Linked DNA regions of Hordeum vulgare: region 1 is linked to region 2. A link is a contact called in public Hi-C data. All regions are on one chromosome and are shown on one strand. The core of a region is the stretch at or near the end of the contact, and the rest is flanking DNA. Distances in the headings are between cores, read along the strand shown. Region 1 holds the start of LOC123406099 (S-adenosylmethionine synthase 2). Region 2 has its middle 73 kb from the start of LOC123406276.

Evidence for each region. A called contact is a pair of places that touch in the nucleus more often than the background predicts.
Region 1: a contact with region 2 is called in a Hi-C map of leaf, with 2.8 times the contacts expected there. The contact joins the promoter of LOC123406099 here to the enhancer-like site in region 2. A contact is called at or near these places in 2 of 6 Hi-C or Micro-C datasets (leaf and seedling) and 1 of 1 datasets of contacts at active chromatin or transcription factors (embryo).

What each region holds. Positions count from the first base shown.
Region 1 is chr6H:417,999,575-418,006,378 of MorexV3_pseudomolecules_assembly, forward strand. It overlaps LOC123406099 (S-adenosylmethionine synthase 2), which reads left to right and starts at 3,640. Exons shown (of 2, transcript XM_045099588.1): 1 at 3,640-3,837; 2 at 4,658-6,278. The coding sequence starts at 4,679. The coding sequence ends at 5,863.
Region 2 is chr6H:417,634,090-417,641,434 of MorexV3_pseudomolecules_assembly, forward strand. No RefSeq gene overlaps it. Among protein-coding and RNA genes, the nearest start is that of LOC123406276, 73 kb to the left of the region's middle. Within about 2 kb of position 3,187, at least 3 of the 3 cell types and tissues checked have open chromatin away from gene starts, as enhancers often do. A contact at or near this core is called in leaf and seedling, where this site is marked.

The sequences.
Region 1 (6,804 bases), core at 2,390-4,889, 370 kb after region 2:
ACTCGTTCCGTAATACAAGATCCCATGGCTAACTCTTTAGTCACATTGCTTGCAAGGCTTATTTGTGATGTTGTATTATCGAGTGGACCCTGAGATACCTCTTCGTCATACAGAGTGACAAATCCTAGTCTTGATCCATGCTAACTCAACGGACACCTTCGGAGATACCTGTGGAGTACCTTTATAGTCACCCAGTTACGTTGCGACGTTTGATACACAAGGCATTCCTCCGGTGTCAGTGAGTTACATGATCTCATGGTCATAGGAATGTATACTTGACATGTAGAAAACAATAGCAACAAAATAACACGATCACATGCTACGTTTATAGTTTGGGTCTATGTCCATCACATCATTCTCCTAATGATGTGATCCCGTTATCAAGTGACAACACTTGTCTATGGCTAGGAAAGCTTAACCATCTTTGATCATCGAGCTAGTCAACTAGAGGCTCACTAGGGACTTTGTTTTGTCTATATATCCACACATGTATTTGTGTTTCCATCAATACAATTCTAGCATGGATAATAAACGATTATCTTGAAACTAAAAATATAATAATAACTATTTATTATTGCCTCTAGGGCATATTTCCAATAACTACAGTCTCAAGGTCAAGTACAGAAGCTGAGTATAAGGCTCTAGTGAATGCTACAATTGAGATTATTTGGGTTCAGTCCATGCTCAAGGAACTTGGAATAAGTCGTGATCCAACTCCTTATTTATGGTGTGATAGTCTTGGTGCCACATATCTTTCTGCTAATCCCGTCTTCCATGCCAGGACTAAGCATATTGAGATAGATTTTCACTTTGTTAGAGAAAGAGTTGCTCATAAACAATTGGAAGTCAGATTTGTTCATTCGAAGGATCAGGTTACAAATGGCTTTACCAAAGCATTACCAACAAGAAGTTTTGATGCATTCAAACGTAATCTCAATATAGAATGTTGTGATCAAGGGAGGGTGTTAAAGGACATATTCACGAGGTCTATTGTGTCACGTTGGTAGGCTGATTGGGCATATCCTAGTCTATCTCATGTAACTCTTCCTTCTTGTATTATGTCTCTTTTTCCTTGCTTTACAAGCTGTGTATTAGAGGACTTTGTATACATCACGATGGCTTCTTGTATTAACATGGAACCGTCGGCTTGTTTTGGCAAGACGTTACAACAATCTTACACGACCTACACACAAAATTGAGCAAATAAGTTATTGAAATTCCATTGAATCAAAGAGCAAAAGGCCGCACGAAAAGCATACCCCATCGTTTTTGCACTTGACGAACACAACCGGGATTTTCTGACGTTCAAGAAACACACCACACGACATGCAGCAGGCAGTCGTCGCACTTTATGAACGACAACAATGAGCCGGCAAGCCTCTGGGCTAGCGCCGAGCCAGGGTGACGATTGACGGTGATTTTGTTGGCGGACCAACGACTGTACAAAATTCGAGCGGCTAGAGGCGGATTGGGCGCCTACATGCGGCACCGAGGCATTTCCCAGGTCGACTGGACCGGTACGTGGCTAATCCATGGCAAGCGCAATCCATTGCCGGTCGGATTGGCCAAATCCCGTCGCCAAGACGTGCCAAATCTCGTCGTCGCCACACCAGCCTTCCACGTCGACATGAAGGAGGCGCCCCGCCGGTGGATGTGCTGCTGGGTGGGGGAGGAAGGGGGATGGAGAGAAAGGTGGCCGGGAAGAATGGCGCCGGCCTAGGGTTTGTGCATTTGTTGGCGACGGGTGGGGGAAAGGGATAAAAAGGGCGAGACTGTGTCGTCGACGGGCAGGCCAGGGGAAGGAGCACGCGGGTGAGACGCGTGTCCATTTCGTGTCCGCACCGATCCAAATGCGGCCCAAATTTAGGCCTGGAATGGTTCACGGGCGGACGAAAAGCGGACATGTGTCTGTTTGAGGCGGTGCCTTGGGCCGTGTTTTCTGTGTGCGGAACTCAAACGGACACGCACGGACGAAATGAGTTTCCCCGTTAGAGTTGAGGTTTCATTAAAAACTACATATAAATATATGAAACAAAATAAATGAATATATACTCTAAAATATGTCTATATATATATGTATGTAGCGGGCTGGGCTGGGGGCCAGTTCTTTTCACCTCATAATTCTTCAGTATCATAATTCTGGGAAACTGCCCACATAATCGTTTGGCTATAGAATTGTCTGTCTACTTCTTTTTTATGATTCTAGTATGTAATTGTTGTATGAGTTGTGCGCTGAAATGTCTCAGACACCCTTAGATTGAAATGATTGATGAATTACAATCACTTGATTATTTCTAACAGTTTATGTCCAATATGAAAACCAAAACGAGCTACAAATCTAATAAAGTACATATATTAGAATACAAAAGCGAGTTCCAAATGCCTCGTGCTGCTGGGCGGACGAAGTGGAGGGGCGGACGGACGGAAGGAATGGACGGGCGGCTGGGCGCGTCCTGCTGAAGGGTCGGCTGGAGAGGCATTAAGAAGTGGCGGCCCGATGGGAAGGAGAGGAGGAGATGGGGCGGCCGGTCTGGGGCGGCGGTGCAGGAGCCTCCCACCGGCGGATCCGAGGAGGTCGAGGCCAAGGTCTGGGGCGGTGGAGTAGGGTGGCAGCCGCCAGCGGATCTGATGGTTGCAACCTTAGCATTGGGGTGGGGCGAGCACGAGTGTGGGCGGGAGGGGAGGGGGGCGGGGGGTGAACGGTAGTGTGGGAGGCTCTGTAGCAGTCTGACCCGATTGACAATTTGGACATAATTTGGTTGTCCAATAGGGATAGCAGTTGAAAACGAAAAGTTTTTTTAAGGGGCTAGTTAGAATTGTGAGAATTGCTAGGTACCTACAATTTTAAAATGCACTATTAATTGGGAAAAGGTAACCATCAGCCGGCGGATTATAATGGCCGAATCAGCCACCTCCCCCGTAAGACACGCATCCAAGCGACTATGCGGTTCTGCAACAAAGACTATATTTTTGAAACATATACGATGTTGCAGTGGTCTACTATAGATTTATGTTCTGACCATCCGGTCGCCGCCAGCCGCCCATGCCGCCCATGAACGTTGCAAATTTTTTTCGCAACTTGACCTTTGTTGTAAAAAAATCCTAAAACATGACCTTTGTTGCAAAAAATTCTTCCGCAAAAGTACCTATGTTGCAGAAAGACGAAGAAAAAAAATCCTGCAACAAGCAAATTATTTCTGAAACTCGACCGTTGTTTCAGAATTTAACGGGTATAAAGTTTATTTCTTGCAACAAAGCGAAAGTTTCTGCAACTCAGCCATCGTTTTAGGAATTATGGGGTGCCTGACCGGAGCAGATCCGACGGCTACGTGTAGATCGGACGGCCCTGCAAGTGGTGAATATTTAGTAAACATCCACCGGTGAATGCGTAGCACGTCCCTAATTGGCTATTAATTTTGGTAATTCTTACCTGATTCTTTTTTTACGATTATAATTTTCCGGAAGGTAATTTTTCAGAATCGAGTAGCCTACCAACCACGTTCAGCAGATCGCTTACGCAAGTGGAGAAGATCTTTCTAAGGAAAAGACAAGTGGGGAAGAAAATAAATTAGATGGTTGGTAGGTGATCTGACCCACCGCAAAAAGGAAAAAAAAAAAGAAATGGGTTTGGTGGGGAGGAGGGCTTCCGCAAGGGCTGCAGGCTGCAGCACAGGTTGTGCAGTCCCGCACTCTCACCAGCAACACTCATGCACGACCTGACGAGCCCCCCGCTCCTATAAATTGCGTGGCCGGGATCTGCGGACTACACCGCGCATACATTCGACCTCTTTCGGTTCGTCGGCCTCCTGAACAATAGCATCAGCACAACTGCACAAGGTTAGCACTCACCGCGTCCTGATCTCATGCTTCGATCATCTATGTCTAATTTATCTTCTTTTTCATCATACGTGGGTCGCTTAGTTACTACTCCCTCTGTAAAGAACGGAGGCTAGCTGTGGGGGGTTGGTGGGGGTTGGTGGTAGTAGGAGCAGGTGGGTGGATCGCGGTGTCCGGCCGGCGGCGCTACGTCCAATAAGTGTGCTGCCGTTCCTCGTCGGAGCGGCGGGCTCGGTGTATACGGGTGTGGTCGGCGTGGCGGCGGCATCGACTTTGCTATGGATCTTCTGTTCCTCCAGCTGCGTCGTCCACACGGCGGTTCTTGCTCCTGCGCTGCTGTATGGCCGGGTAGATGTGTACACGGGGTCGCCGGCTTCTATTCTGGCGTCGGCTTGTGTGCGGATCTAAGGCGTCGGGTGGTCCTCGGCCGATGTGCCTTTTCTTCGGCTCTTTGAAGCTTCGATGCGATGGTGTCCGGCGGGTCTTTGGCTCGAGGTCGTCGCTCCTTCCTCCGCTAGGCGCTAGCAGATTCGACGGCGTGCGGAGGATGGTGGCAGATCCAGGATTGTTCAGCAATCACCCCCCTTAGGGACCTGTTTGTTATTTCTTCTTTTAAGGGTGTTTTTTCCTGTTGTGTTTAGACGGGTTGCCCCTCTGGCTTATCATTCCAGTTTTTTTTTTTTTTTTTTTTTTGAGAATGGCTTATCATTCCAGGCTGTGCGGTAGTATATTGCTCTGTAGCTGGGACAGTACCGTGATTTTGTGGCACGACTGATATTTGTTTGATTCTAACATAGTCGAGTTATTTTTTTATTTGCAGAGCATCACTACCACGAAAGAAATGGCGGCCGAGACGTTCCTCTTCACTTCCGAGTCCGTGAACGAGGGCCATCCCGACAAGTTGTGTGACCAGGTCTCCGACGCCGTCCTGGACGCCTGCTTGGCCCAGGATCCTGACAGCAAGGTTGCCTGCGAGACCTGCACCAAGACCAACATGGTCATGGTCTTCGGTGAGATCACCACCAAGGCCACCGTGGACTATGAGAAGATCGTGCGTGACACCTGCCGCGACATTGGCTTCATCTCTGACGACGTCGGTCTCGACGCCGACCATTGCAAGGTGCTCGTCAACATCGAGCAACAATCCCCTGACATTGCCCAGGGTGTTCATGGACACTTCACCAAGCGTCCAGAAGAGGTCGGCGCCGGTGACCAGGGCATCATGTTTGGCTATGCCACGGATGAGACCCCTGAGCTGATGCCCCTCACCCACATGCTTGCCACCAAGCTCGGAGCTCGCCTCACCGAGGTCCGCAAGAATGGCACCTGTGCCTGGCTGAGGCCTGATGGAAAGACCCAGGTCACCATTGAGTACCTAAATGAGGGTGGTGCCATGGTGCCTGTTCGTGTGCACACCGTCCTCATCTCCACCCAGCATGACGAGACCGTCACCAACGATGAGATCGCCGCGGACCTCAAGGAGCACGTCATCAAGCCGGTGATTCCCGGGAAGTACCTCGATGAAAACACCATCTTCCACCTGAACCCGTCTGGTCGCTTCGTCATCGGCGGCCCTCATGGCGATGCCGGTCTCACCGGCCGCAAGATCATCATCGACACCTACGGTGGCTGGGGAGCCCATGGCGGCGGCGCTTTCTCTGGCAAGGACCCGACCAAGGTCGACCGCAGTGGCGCCTACATTGCCAGGCAGGCCGCCAAGAGCATCATCGCCAGCGGTCTCGCACGCCGCTGCATTGTGCAGATCTCATACGCAATCGGTGTACCTGAGCCTTTGTCTGTGTTCGTCGACTCCTACGGCACCGGCAAGATCCCCGACAGGGAGATCCTCAAGCTCGTGAAGGAGAACTTTGACTTCAGGCCCGGGATGATCAGCATTAACCTGGACTTGAAGAAAGGTGGAAAGAGGTTCATCAAGACAGCTGCTTATGGTCACTTTGGCCGCGACGATGCCGACTTCACCTGGGAGGTGGTGAAGCCCCTCAAGTTCGACAAGGCATCTGCCTAAGAAGAAGACATCACAGTGGGGTTATTCTTGGTCTGCTGCCACTCTAGTTCAACAATCCTTTGGCTCCTGGGAAGTAAGAAGAAGCATTCGACATCACCGCGTCTGGCTGCACTGGTCTTGCCGTCTAGTGATCAGTGCTAAGTTTTCGTACTGGTGTATCATTTCATATATTTTTCATTTTCTTTTTGAGTGTGCTGAAACTGCTGAGTGATGTGCAGTTTGCTCTGTCACTCGCTCCGTCACTTTCACTTTTCATATTCTGTTTTGTGTAGTTTCCCCTCATAAAGCTCTTTCTTCCAGAGTCTAAAGAGCCTTGTGTAATTCTGTTGCCCTGTCCTTCCCAAATTGTGATTCTTCTAAGCAGCACTTTGTATACTGTTCAAGGTTTTTAATCATGGTTTGTGCAATTGGTAAATGTAAGCCTAACTCAAGCAAAAGTGATTTGATAGGATCTGGATTTATACTGCCCAAATCATTTTGATTCACCGGACTCTGTTCTTGACCCACACTATATAGCTCTCGAATCATCATGAGCATTGATCGGGTTTGGTGTAAAATAGTGCGTGTTGCCGTGCCGCTTTTCGTTCCCACTCTTTTTCTCCTGACTTTGGTTGGAATTGCTTGATGATCATTGTGTGACGGGCTGGTTGTCCATATGGCCTGTACTTTTATTGGACATGCTGCTGTTTCTCAGCCTAACGTCACTCTCCCTTTTTTCCTGTTAGATCGAGCCGTGCCAGTAGGAGCGGTTGGTGGCCAACACTCACATGTCATCATATATGAAGCAAAACCAGTGCTCCTGGTACACATGTATAAGGTACTGACTGAGAAAACTCTGAGAGCATGATATATTCCTTTGTTTAATTAGATCGTTTTCAAAAAAGGTTCAAATAAAATATCAAATTGAGTTCTGTTTATTGAATGTTGTATTGTAGTTCTCT
Region 2 (7,345 bases), core at 1,937-4,436:
ATAATTTAGCAACTGAAGAGTGGACAAGAAAAAGGAAACTTTATAGTTTAGTTGGTTTGAAGCCAAATGCTAATCATACAACTGAAGCCAAAAAGATGAGACACAAGAAGACATTCCAGATTTTGTTGGTGTGCATTTTCTGGAAGTAAAAAACTAGATTGCTCACATGCATAGCCATCATCTTATCTCAAACAGTCAACAAAAGTACATATTATGATGCAGTTAGAAGAAAACAATCATAAATATGTCCAAACGAGAAACTCAATACAATATCTTTTAACAGAACTATATCAAGACTATGCCCAGTCTCTCCTTATGTAGCATTTCAATGTAGACTCTATGGATGCACTCGGTGTGTACTACAGCCTAATCATCTTCACCTAATTAAATCCATTGGCACCTTCTTTCTTGCCTTCACTTGCCGCTGGCCACCAGGTTCATAGATGAAAATAAGGAAAGAAAATAAATCAATAGTCAAGCCGACATAGTTCCTAAAAAAAAAAAAAGTCAAGCCGACATAACACGTCAATCGCCCAGATGGTAATTTTACAAGTGGAACATATGTGCAATAATATTTGCTAGGTAACATAGAAAATGAAAGTACGTACCGAGTTTGGTAATGGCCTCTCCCTATTTTCTTGCAAGGGCGAATCACGTGGGCCATCACTTCTAGAACGCCTCGAAGGCTCGACGTAAAGCTCAACAAGTGCCACCGCAACTGCCGTATTGTTTCTAGCGCGGTCTACTTGAGGTGAGGTCGCCCCATTATTTACAATGCGCTTAATCATGTACTACCATTGGCATGGTATTCTTGCTGCATATTAGCCTGGCATTCGGGTATTTTGGTTATTTCGGTTCGGATAGTTCGATTTCGGATATTTTGGTTATTTCGGTTTGGGTAGTTCGGTTTATGGGTAATTTGGGTATTTGAAAATGGGAACCAAAATTATTTCTGTTAAAAAAAATACCCGAACCCAAATTACCCAAAATTTCGATTCGGGTAATTCGGGTACTCAAAATACCCAAAGTATTCTAAGCATACATCAACTTTTGATATGAATAACTCGGATAGTATGGGTATTTTTGATAATATGAGTATTTTAGTTAGTATGGATAACAAGTTAGTGTAATAATAGCATAATTTTTTTGGATAGTATGAATAATTTGGGTAGTATGTATATTTCGGGTTTTCCACACTAGAACCCGAACTCTAACCCGAAAGCTGAATAGTCAAGAAATGAGAACCGAACCCTTACCTGATACCCGAATTACCCGACAATTCTGTTAATTCGGTTCGGTTCAGGTTCGGGTAGTGGGTTCGGGTACCCAAACGCCCAGGGTGAGCTGCATATATGCGGATAGTCTTCCTGCTTTTTTTCGGCTTGCAGACCAGGAGACAAGATTCTATTGGATCCATCTCCTAATGATTGATGATGTACAATGTGTCTAATTCCAGTTCTTGGAGCCACGACTCCTCACTTCGTGATAGTCATGTAGTTTCTTATGTGTTGGCCTGAAAACCATACTAATTATAATTATGTGGCTCTCAAGTTTGCTAATGTGTCATTGTGTAGTTGCAAACGTCTTTCACTTGACTGGCTTGACCTCTTACTATTATATTGCATATTTTTAGATGATATTGGTAGTCACTCGAGCATCGATTTTTTCTATGTTCACTGCAAGTTTTTTTTAAACTTCATCTTCTCTTACTGAACTATTGGTCTAATTGTAGGTTGCCTGTTGCACCTAAGGTTGGATATATGGTGATATGGTAAAGACTATTTGGGAAAGCGGGTGTACAGTGTGCATATATTAAGAAACAAACTATAGTCTGTGATGTGATCATTGCATTTTAATTTAGTATATGCGATCAATTGTAGGTAAATACTGAATGCACCTCTATGGCAAGTGCACACATCAAGGTGCCATCTTTTACTCAATCGATTTCAAAACAAGGCATGAGAGTGTCATACACTCTTTTATTGCATTGTGTAAAGATATGTGGTGTGAGGGGAAGGAGAATTGTAGCAGCTCATATTCTAAAGTTATGGCTGAGCTGACAATGGAGACATTATTTGGGCAAGTATTCCGAAAACAGGAATTCCATGCAGTTTAACGACCATATGGTTGGAGAGTCACTGTCGGTATACTGGATCAAGCAAGTGGTGAGATCACGGTAATGTAGGTGGCTCATATTAGTAAAGATGAAGTTGATTACCCCTGTGACGAAGTTGTCCATGTCCTTATTGTGGGCGTGATTGTTCAGTAATGAGTGCCTTGGAGCAGTTATCTTCCAACATGTATGCTGAATGCATTCCATCTGAAACAAAATTGAGTGTGTGCTTACAGCAGGTAAGACAATGGTGGCTGGTTGCTGGCCGGTCCCATGTATTGCTGGATTGACGCACTTCGTTGAGCTCTATGCGGTGGGTCAGCCTGGGCATTCAGGTATTTTGGTTATTTTGATTCGGGTAGTTTGGTTTATGGGTAATTCGGGTATTTGAAAATGGGAACCAAAATTATTTCTGTTAAAAAAATACCCGAACCCAAATTACCTAAAATTTCGATTTGGGTAATTCGGGTACCCAAAATACCTAAAGTATTATGAGCATACATCAACTTTTGATATGAATAACTCGGATAGTATGGGTATTTTTGATAATATGAGTATTTTAGTTAGTATGGGTAACAAGTTAGTATAATAATAGCATGAAAATTTTGGATAGTACGAATAATTTGGATAATATGGATATTTCAGGTTTTTCACATTAAAACTCAAACCCTAACCCGAAAACCGAATAGTCAAGAAATAAGAACCGAACCCTTACCTGATACCTGAATTACCCGACAATTCTAGTAATTCGGTTCGGTTCGGGTTCGGGCTCGGGTACCCAAACGACCAGGGTGAGCGATGGATGCACCGATCCAATCTCGTCCTCTCAAAGTTGGTAAGAGAAGCAGTAATTTAAACTTGAGGGGAAGCATCAGTCCACAGCAATCAGCCATTCTCCTCCTCCACAGGGCACGACGCTCTCCACAAAAAATGAAGCACGGAAGCAGCAACTATACAAAAACCAGAGCCCAATCCAATGATATCGTTGCTGGAGAAACACCATACTGAACCCAGCCTAAGACAGCAAACAACAAATCCAATACGAGAGGAAGCAATACAAACCAGATCACACGCAGGGCAGAGTAGCAGATCGAGCAGACAGATGGCGTGAGACGGATGACCAGAACAGCAGTGGCGCAGGCCGTATGTACAGCCAAGCGGCGTCCCAAGCAGAATCCGCAGGAAGCAACATCGACAGCTGGAACATCACGGCGGTGAGGATCCTACAACCACTGCAAGGAGCCGAGCGTACCCACCACCACCCAGATCACCGATCTCCTCTGTCGAGAGCTGGATTGAGGACTGTTTAGGGTTCCCGCCGCCGCCGGCCGTCCCCGCCCCCTCCCCCCCCCCCCCCCCGGATCCGCCCCGGGCCGCCTCCCCGGGAGGTGGCCGGGGCGGCGCGAGCTCCGCCCCTCTTCGGCCTCCCTTCTCCTCCTTCCCTTCCTGCCGCCGCCGACGGCCGCCCCCGGCGCTTGGCCAGATGGTGTTGGCGGCGGTGCTCCTCGGCTCGACGACGGTCCGGCGACCCGGCAGCAATGGCCGGCGACGCGTGAGGTGGTGGTGTTGCCCCTTGGCGCTTAGACGGCGTGGTGACGCAGGTTGGCCGGTGGCGCGTCCCCGGCCCAGATCTAGGCCTTGTGGGCCTCATCTGGATCCTGGCGGGCTGGTTCCCGACGTGGCTTCATCGTCGTCTGTGTGGTGAGGAGGAGGAGCAGCTCGGACGTGGGGCGGCGACGCCGAAGGCGCGCCTGCTGCAGCGCGATGGCGGGAGCTTTACGGGCGTGGAGAGCCCGACCGGGCCTGTGGGCCCACGGGCCTGGTATGCTCCTGCTATTATGCCCGGTCGGCTGCCGTCGTCGACGGTGGAGGTTGTACCCTCCCGCGTGCCGACGGTGTTGTGGCCCTAGTCCCGGTTCCTATTCCCCGCTGTGCAGGCCTCACTTCTGGTGCCGTGGTGAGACGACGTGGAGGCTTCATGACCGCGGTGGCGCAAGATGGTGGTCGCTTTGGTGGCAGGCTCTGGAGCATCCGAGGTGAAGGTTGAAATTGGGGGAAACCCCTGTCGGCCTGGCCGACACCGACGCGGCGACGCTTGTCGGTGCCGCCGGACCTTCCTGGAGGGCGTCGGGGGCGACCCTTCCTCTTGCCTCGTCAAGTACCGGGGGAAACCCTTGGCAGCAGCGTCGTCATCGTCGCGGTCCTTCTTGGAGGTGTTGATTGGTACCGGTGCTTCGGATCCTTGGAGCTTGGTGGGAAATCTTCGGTGGGCGCAGTGGTCGTGAAGCTTCTTCGTTTTCGTTGATCCGTCGTTGTCGGTATTTTTTCTCTTGTTGTTTCTCTTTCGTTTCTTTTGGATGTGATTGTGCTGCTTCCGCTCCAGCATCTGCTATTGACTGTATCGGTTGGTTGCTTTGTAATACAAACCGGGGAACCCTTTTTCCGTAGAGCTGGGATTGAGTGGATGATCCGGTGAGAGGACGCGCACAGCCAAACCCGCACACACCAGACACGCGTGGCTTGGACCAGCGGGAGGCTGCCGTTGCTCTCCGTGAACGATAGCGCGTCCATCCGTCCACCCGTGAATGTTGTGGCCCACCAGGGAAACACATGTCTGAGCGCTCTCAGATCCCAGCCATCTATTGCCAGGGAAATCCCTAATTTTTTTTTATTGCCGGGGAGTTTTCTTTTTCTTTTTTAAGGGTCTACATTCTCGGGGAAGTTTTATTCACATAAACAAGTGTGACGAGCGGTCAAAATCTTACCTCTCAATTGTTTTTTCGAAAATTATCCAGATATATTATTAATGTTCATTAGAAATACAAAGCATATCAAACATAATAAAAAAACTACGTCGAGATTTCAAGATCACCTCATCTTTTATTTCTAAATATTTAGAACCCATTACCTAATTTTGCTAGACATGCAAACAGTCCATACAAGTAAGTCATGCATGTTAGTACAAGTTACGCCTTGTGTATTTAATTATGTATGCGTGCAACATTGTGACATCATCAATACATGCATTTTAGTTCTAAATTATTATTTTTCATCCTATTTTGTATTGAAAATACATGTGTTGAACGATTCCATATACTAATGTAGTGCAGCCTTCACATTTGACATTATTTGACTACAACTTTAAAAATATTTTTATATGCTTCATATTTGTAAATTATTTTGTAATCATATATGTGCTTCATATTAGTTTTAGTTATTTTGTAGCAATTATTTACGCTTTTTTTTTACCAAAGTTTCAGCTGCAACAAGCGGGGCATCATCTAGTATACTATGTTGATGATGCACCATTGTAGCCGCTCGCCTACCGGAGTCGTCTTGACCTGGTCGATGATAGCCGGAAAGTTTTGTGCACGTGCCCCCAAGGATCACTGCCCTCGAGTCGCAATTGTCGTTGTTGAACCCTTGCATTGCTCTGAAGCACCTGGCACTAAATCTCGTCACATGACAACAAACCCTAACCTCATCGCTCCAGGAGAGAGGGCAATCTACAACGAAGCTTCGTGAGCTATGTCCAAATGGACGAACTCGAGGAGGATCGAACCTTGAAAGACAAACTCAAAGAAGTAGCGCCATCATCCGCCTGAGCATCGCACCTACGAGGACAAAAAAACAGACCTAAACTACTAACCGGATCAGAGGCACCAGGATTCCCATCCCCATCACAGCCAGCCGGAGCGACACAAAGAGGGAAGGTGAATCCATGGGCTTGCCGGTGAAGTTTTGAAGGGAGAGTTTGTCCTAGCCGCCAAGAGCTTGCTCTCCTCGGACAACAAGCGACACCATAAAAACACATGTCGAAGCACTCCTAGCCATCCATTCCCACAAAGTGGTATATATTTTCAGGGAATTTGTATTCACACAAACAAGGATGATGCGCAGAAACAAGTGGGATGACCCAGTCAAGGCCGTACCCCTCAACTGAACGAGGAAGCTCCTAATCTATGGAGCTTAGTGATTTGCAAAGATAATGGTAAAGATAAAGATATCCTTTCTTTGCATGAGAAACTGTCAATCCATTCATCTTCAATTATGAGAGTACAAGGAACACCAAAGGTAATAAAAATTATATCCAGATCTGTGGACCACCCAGCGACGGCTACAGACACTGTGGTGAGCCGAAGGCGCGCAACTGTCATCGCGCCTCCCTCTCCAGAGCCTGACAAACCTTGTTGTAGTAAATAGTCAGGAGGTCGTCGTTCTAAGGCCCCATAGGCCCAGCGCACGGGAGCAACAACCATCTCTTGAAGAAACTCGTAAATCGAAAGGACCAAACATGTACATACCCAAACGAACATGAACGAAGACCGAATCCAAAATGATCCACCGAAAACCAGCACTGACCGGATCCCATGAGATCTAACGTAGCACACCTCTACACACCCTCCGACAACACTGTACACACTATCTGGATGGGGATAGAATGTGGGATACATTATTCCTACATCCCACCAAACATACATGCCATGTGGTTAGATGATGAGCTCATCTTCGGCACCAACGGAACATGCAGCCAAGACTCTTCCATAACCATTGATAAGGTAATCTGATTATTATTTGTAATCAAATTTCTAGCACATTGTATGCATTCAATAATAACATTGTGTCTTTACACATATTTGTTCCTCAAGAAAACAAGACATGAGATAATAGTCACTGTTGAGTATATGTGTTATGTGCATCTTGTGTATTTGGCCCATCTTTAAGTTTCGTATAGTTGAGGTTGTGGTCCACCTTGTACATCATATATACATGCGGTTGCACTTGATCAATATGTCAAGCAATTCCATCATCATATATGGTATTAGTTTTTAGGTTACAAGCCTAGCTTCCGCTCGCCGCGCCTCTCTCTAATCGCGTCGCCACCGCGTCTCCACCGTCGCCGCTGTCGCGCACCCATCGCGCCGCCGTCGACGCATCTCCACCCGCCGCCGCCGCGCTTCCCTGGCGCTGCCGCTGCACCCGCCGCCGTGCCTCGCCCCCGCCGCCTCATCTGTTGTTTCGTCCAGCCTCTCCTGCGTCGCCGCCGCCTCTTCATCCTCCTGTTGCCGATGTGCTTCCTCGCACTGCTGCCCTCCTTATGTTGTCCACGACCGGCTCCAACCCGTTCGTCGACGCCACTGTGACAGCCCGATGCTGACGTTCCAGAAGATTCCCCTTCTATTCTGTTTTCGTCGTGTGTCTATTTTCTTTTGTCGCATCATTCACATCATC